Linked DNA regions of Capsicum annuum: region 1 is linked to region 2. Evidence: chromatin contacts called from public Hi-C data. All regions are on one chromosome and are shown on one strand. Each heading gives the region's core, a stretch centred on a gene start, on an enhancer-like site or on the middle of the called end of the contact. The rest is flanking DNA. Distances are from core to core; before and after follow the strand shown.

Evidence for each region. A called contact is a pair of places that touch in the nucleus more often than the background predicts.
Region 1: a contact with region 2 is called in a Hi-C map of leaf, with 2.1 times the contacts expected there. The contact joins the enhancer-like site here to the promoter of LOC107863392 in region 2. A contact is called at or near these places in 2 of 5 Hi-C or Micro-C datasets (leaf and placenta).

Annotation. Positions count from the first base shown.
Region 1 is chr3:200,462,716-200,466,285 of UCD10Xv1.1, forward strand. No RefSeq gene overlaps it. Among protein-coding and RNA genes, the nearest start is that of LOC124896760, 16 kb to the left of the region's middle. Within about 2 kb of position 2,011, at least 4 of the 5 cell types and tissues checked have an H3K27ac peak or open chromatin away from gene starts, as enhancers often do. A contact at or near this core is called in leaf, where this site is marked.
Region 2 is chr3:200,392,288-200,395,800 of UCD10Xv1.1, forward strand. It overlaps LOC107863392 (subtilisin-like protease SBT1.3), which reads left to right and starts at 1,462. Exons shown (of 1, transcript XM_016709286.2): 1 at 1,462-3,513. The coding sequence starts at 1,815.

The sequences.
Region 1 (3,570 bases), core at 761-3,260, 71 kb after region 2:
TCGTTATTTCCTTTTTATTTATTGAAAATACGACCAGTTCTATTATTATTATTAATTTTTTTATTAATTAATTTTTATTTTTTAAATAATTTTTTATAATTTATTTCATTTTTCAAAAATATTTATAATTTTTCTTAAATAATCAATTTTTTATTTTTATTTTAAAATAATTTTGTAATTATTTTTTCATAATTTATATCCTCAATGCCTTTTTTTATTTTCATTTTTTAACAAATTTTATAATTTTTTTAAATAATTGATTTTTATTTTTAAAATAATTTATTTCATTTTTAATTTTTTTATAATTTTTTTAAAATAATCAATTTTTTTAGTTTTATTTTTTAAATAATTTAGTATTATTTTTTAATAATTGGGATCCTCAATGCCATTTTTTATTTTCATTTTAAAAAGTTTTATAATTTTTTTAATAATTAATTTTTTATTTTTTAAATAATTTTTTAATAATTTATTTCATTTTTAAAAAAAATTTAGAATTTTTTTTAATAATCATTTTTTTATTTTTATTTTTTAAATAATTTTATAATTATTTTTTCATAATTTATATCTTCAATGCCATTTTTTATTTTCATTTTTTAAAAAATTTAAAATTTTTTTAATATTTATTTTTTTAAAAAATAATTTTTTAATAATTAATTTCATTTTTCAAAAAAAATTATAATTTTTTTAAAATAATCAGTTTTTTATTTTTATTTTTGTAATAATTTTAGAATTATTTTTTAATAATTTCTTTAATGCCATTTTTACATAATTTTTTTTTAAAAATTATAATTAATTTTTAACAATTATTGGATTCATAATTCCACGTGTTAGCTTCCAATTAGCCCGTTTTGCCATGTCATCGCGTATGTGCAACACAGGCTTTGACCTTTTTGCTGATAGGTAAAAAAATGCTCAATTGGAACAAAATTTGCGGGGTTTAGGGGTCTGATAGGAACAGGCCTTAGTTTAGGGGTCTAAGTGAATTTTCGCAATAAATTTGAGTGTCTGTCGATAACTTTGGAAAAAAAAAAAACTCATCATATCATAGTGCATGCCTTTAGTAAATAAGATAACAAATTACAGGTTGAATGGCAAATAGTCTATCATATGCTGGTAGAGCATAATTTATTAAAGCAGCGTTACCTGAAGTACAAGCTTATGAGGCTCAGCTATTTTTACTGTCAAAGAAAATAATGAAGATGATAGAAGCTGCTTGTAGAAGTTATCTGTGGCAGGAGAGGCTAATATTACTATGAGGGTATTAGTATCTTGAAAGACTGTTTGTTTATCTAAAAAGGGTGATGGACTGAACTTGTTAGATTTGAAATTTTGCAATACTGTAGCTATATGTAAAATTCTATAGAAGTTAAGTCTCAAAAAGGAAAAATTATGGATCACTTGAACTCACATACAACAAATTCCTACCATGCCCATTCCTGGACAAGCATTATGAATGATTAGAAAAGTTCAAAGTATGAGAAAATATGCTCACATTGTAAGGAATGTACTGCATCTCAGGTACTGCATAAGGGAGAATTTAAAATCTCAAAAGCTTACAATTTACTAAAAGGAGAGACTGTGAAGGTGGATCGGAGAAATCTAGTATGCAACAATTTTGCAAAATTCAAGCAGGTGTTTATATTATGGCTGCAATAACATGAAAAATTAAGAACAACGAATGTATTGCTGGGATGAGAAATAGCTGTAAATGCTATCTGTGTCCCGTGCATCATAATTTCTAAAGGGCAACTCATCTGTTTTTTAGCACATTTTTGCGAAGACAATTTGAAAAGCTAGCTAACGTACCATTTGGAGCTGGTGCACGTTAGCTAACATACACTGATGAGAACCGTGGTAAGAGGGAGGGGGACGAGGTCATGAAAGAGGCCTAGGGCGTGGACGAGGAAGAATTAACATAACTGAGGAACGGTCAGGGGGAGCAACTGAGGCTACACCGACTGAGACAAATGGTGGAGCTCAAAAGTTAACACCGATTACTGAAATTCAGCGAGGAATACACCAGCTAGGCTCTACATCGACAAATCAAGGGGTTGATCGGAAACTACAGCTGAGTAGTGCAGGATTAGACACTCTGGTAGATAACCCTAAATCTGGAATTGGTGAGAAAACCCAAGCTAACAGATCTGAGAATGAAATGCAAAACACTAACCAAGAGCAGAAACCACAAATGGAGGAACCCTGCGTGAACTTATTTTAGCGAAATCGTGCGGTCGAAAATGAATTATCGCTAAAAACATAGCTCCTCAGATAGTAGAAGGCGTAGAAGTGGTTCAATTAGACAAAGAGGAGGTAGAACGCGAGGTGGAGAAATGGAAGTGCTCAATGATAGTGTACTCTATTGGAGAATGTCCCAGATACAACTTGATGAACATGTTTGTTAATCAAACTTGGAACACTGTGGCTGCTCCAGAGGTATACCTTCACGAAGATGGGTATATTATTGTTAAATTCAACTTGTTGGAGGATTTAAGGGAGATTCTATATGCTGGTCCATATACACTAAACTACCGGCCTCTGATTTTGAAATCATGGACAACAGAGTTCAATTTTAATGAGGAATTTCCCACTAAGCTTCCACTTTGGGTTAAACTTACGAAGCTACCTATGAACTGTTGGGGAGTGAACTCACTCAGTAAAATTGCTAGCTCGATTGGGAAACCCATATTTGTTGATGAATGCACGGCAAAGCAGATAAGAGTGTCTTACGCTGCTCATTGAAGTGAATGTGACTAAAAAGTCGCCAGATGAAGTTACAGTAGCTGACCCTAATGGCAAAGTGTTCACTCAATCAATAATCTATAAATGGAGACCAGCCCACTGTGAACAATGTCAGAAGATTGGTCACAAATGCGTGCCTGCCCCAACACCTAAAGCTCAACCTAAGCCTGGACGGAGAGAAGGGTATGGTGGACCTCAAGTAATAAAAGAATGGGCCTATAAGAGTCCATTGCTACCTACCACAATCAGTAACAATAACCAGGAAGATGAAGCTCAAAAGTTGGAGGAAAAAACTATGCAGGCGGAAACTAGTAACCAACCTACTGATGCCACTGCTGTGCAGAGTCTGCCAGCCCAAAGCTCCAACATAAACAGAGATACAGGTCAAAGTGGAAGAGCTGGAAGTACCTTACCCAATACTGAAGCTATGGACTTGAACATGACCAATTTTCGTTGGTTAAGTGCAGTCAAAACTACTAAGAAAGGTACTGGGTGGTAAACAGAGAATTGGAGACAGAGAAGCCAGCTTACCCCCAGATAAAGGAAAATCCCACTCTGCATGAGCTAGCTGTTTTGGAATGTTCGTGCTGTAAATAAGAGATACAAGCAAAAGGAGGTAAATAAGTTTTTGAGTAATAAGCACATTAAATTAGCTGGTCTAATAGAAGAAAGAGTAAAGCAACATAAATCTTCTAGCATTTTGAATCTAATAGTACCTGGTTGGGGCTCTATAAATAACTATCATGCTGCTGAAAGTGGTCTTATTTGGGTAGTATGGGATAAGAATCACTGTGCTGTGATTTATCTAAGGCAAGAAAATCAGGTTATCCA
Region 2 (3,513 bases), core at 212-2,711:
CTAGGTTAAAATCTTTTATATCAGCCTCCATCTCTTTCTCTACTCCAACAGATTCCATCTCTATGTTAGCACTATCATCAATACCAACACTTTCTCTTTCTAGGTCTGCACACTCAATAATATCAGGTGCAGGTTAAAAACCAGTGGGACCATCAGGGTCAAGAATTGGTTCATCAAAAACATGATAGACATAAAAATCAATAGAGTCCTCATGTTTTAAGTCTTTAAATAGTTCAACAAAATGTCTATCACTCTTCACCAAGTTGAACTGCTTAGTTACTGCATCTTGATAATAGAACCCCTAACAGTGTCATACCCAAATTCTTTAGTATAAAATAATAATTCCAGCATGGAAAAGTGGTCCTTGTTAATATACCTTAGCTCTGGCACACAACTTGCAACATATGTAGGGACACCCTTGTTGAAAATAGATCCCCTACGGAAAATTTTGTGAATATTATCTCTATTTGTTACGTCACCTGCAACAAAAGCGTAAGAATTCAAAGTTAGTTAACGGAATATACTCAAAGTACACACCAATAAGCTAAAAGCTACAACCTTTAATGCATGTTAAAAAAGAGACGGAATATTCGTAAAATCACAGCCCTAACAGTGAAATTTCAAAACCCTAAAATCTGAAATATGCTAAAATTCAACAAAATTTAATAAATATAAATCATAATAACAGTTACACAAGGAAGATCTGTGGAAAACCCCCAAATTTCTCCTTCAATTTGAGTGGAATTTTCGTTAAATTAGGGTTAATTTTAGGGTTATCTGAGAGAGAGTTAACGGGGAGAGAAAAACAAACGGCCAAAATGATTTTTTTCATTTAAAATGTAATAAGTATATGTGGATTTAGTTTATCCACGTGGAGAGTTTTATGTGGACAACTTTCCACATCAGTTGCGTTTGGAGACACGCGCGAACAAGCTGATGAGAACAGCGAAAAAAATGCTCAATTGGAACAAAATGTGGGGAATTTTGGGGTCTGATAGAAACAGGCCTTAGTTTAGGTGTCTAAGTGAATTTTGGCAACAAGTTTGAGTGCCTATCGATGACTTTGTCTTTAAGAATAAAACGAGAATTTTAAAATTAAATTATTTTTATATATGACATTTTCTGGAGACAAATTATGGTAAGTGTGTTAATATTCTCTCCATTCCATTTTACTTGATCTCTTTACTAAAAAAAAATAGATTTTTCAATTTATTTGTCTATTCTCGCAAATTAATGAGATCCTTTTTATTTTTTATTGTATTATCGTTAATATTAAATAACTATATAAAGTAGTAATAATTATTTTTGGAGTTTCAAATCATCGTTAATAATGTTAGTTTAGTAAAATATACATCTAATAAAAAATTTCTTATAAAGTTTGTAAGTCAATAGGGACCAACTAATATGAAATTAACCAAATACAAATTGAATACGCTTTATTTTTCTCAAATCCCACCTTATGAAAATATATTGTATATGTTTATATTACTCACAAGTAGTTTCCACAAACTCAATAGGAAGATTAAAATGTATCTTTGAATAAACATCCAGCATTTAACCATGCAACACATGGATGATGGACCATAACTACAACTTTAACCCACTCGAGCCAGCTCTACTTTCACAATAAAAGCTTTACCATTATTCATGAAAACAACCACCTTCTTTATTTCCTGCACAAGAAGACACATTAATGGCCCATCCTTTCTGCTAAAATATTGAATACTCCACTAGCTAACACACCGACACACTCTCAGATAAGCATTATTCACACACCTCTCTTCTTCATTCCTAACTCTCCATTCCCCTTTTCCATGGCTGGAATACCAGTGAAATTCTTGTTTTTCTTTGTATCAATGTGTCTGTCAATCAACCTAGCACTATGTGCTAGTAACATGCGAAACACAAAGAAAACTTACATCATCCAAATGGATAAACGGGCAAAGCCAGATGTTTTCATTGACCATGTTAAATGGTATTCATCACTAGTAAAATCTGTACTAGTAAAATCACTAGAAACTGCAGGAGACGAAGAAGAAAGGATACTTTACAGCTACCAGACTGCATTTCATGGAGTTGCTGCTCAGCTTAGTGAGGAAGAAGTGAAAAGATTACAAGAACAATATGGGGTTTTAGCTGTTTTTCCTGAGATTAAATATGAGTTGCATACCACTAGAAGTCCTATGTTTCTTGGCCTCGACCGAGAGGACAGCAACAAGTTGTGGTCTGATAGATTTTCGGACCACAATGTAATTGTGGGTGTTCTTGATACTGGAATTTGGCCAGAAAGTCCAAGTTTTAATGATACTGGAATGACAGATGTTCCAGCTCACTGGAAAGGCGCATGTGAAACAGGGCGTGGTTTTGAGAAGCATCACTGTAGCAAGAAAATTGTTGGTGCTAGAGTATTTTACCGGGGGTATGAATCATCTTCTGGTAAAATAAATGAAAGGGATGAGTACAAATCAGCACGAGATCAAGATGGGCATGGCACTCATACTGCTGGAACAGTTGCGGGGTCTGTAGTTCGTGGAGCCAATCTTTTGGGTTATGCTTATGGTACTGCCCGAGGAATGGCCCCCGGTGCGAGGGTTTCAGCTTACAAGGTGTGCTGGGTGGGTGGGTGTTTTAGTTCGGATATACTTTCTGCTGTTGATCAAGCTGTAGCTGATGGAGTAAATGTTTTGTCTATCTCTTTGGGTGGTGGAGTTTCGTCTTATAATCGTGACAGTTTGTCAATTGCTGCTTTTGGGGCCATGGAGAAAGGGGTGTTTGTTTCATGCTCAGCAGGAAATGGTGGGCCTGATCCCATTAGTCTTACAAATGTATCACCATGGATCACTACAGTAGGAGCCAGCACTATGGACAGGGATTTTCCAGCTACTGTTAAGCTGGGGACTGGCAAAATTGTGGCTGGGGCATCACTTTATAAAGGTAGGAAGAATCTTTCAACAGAAAAACAGTATCCTTTAATTTATTTAGGAAATAATTCGAGCAGCTCCCTGCCGAGCTCATTGTGCTTAGCGGGTACCTTAGATGATGCCTCGGTTGCTGGGAAGATTGTGATATGTGATAGGGGAATTAGTCCTCGAGTTCAGAAGGGGCAAGTAGTAAAAGATGCTGGAGGAGTAGGAATGATTTTGACAAACACTGCAGCTAATGGTGAAGAGCTGGTTGCAGATAGTCACCTTCTTCCGGCAGTAGCAGTTGGTGAAAGGGCAGGAAGAGAAATCAAGCATTATGCTTCGGCTCGAAATGCAACTGCCACTTTGAGATTTCTGGGAACCAAATTAGGTATCAGGCCTTCTCCAGTGGTTGCTGCATTTTCATCCAGAGGACCTAACTTCCTCACTCTGGAGATTCTAAAGCCAGATATGGTGGCACCAGGAGTTAATATCCTTGCAGCTTGGACTGGTGCTTTGGGTCCTTCTAGTTTGCCTATCGATCAACGAAGGACGAATTTCAACATATTGTCTGGAACTTCAATGTCATGCCCACATGTTAGTGGCATTG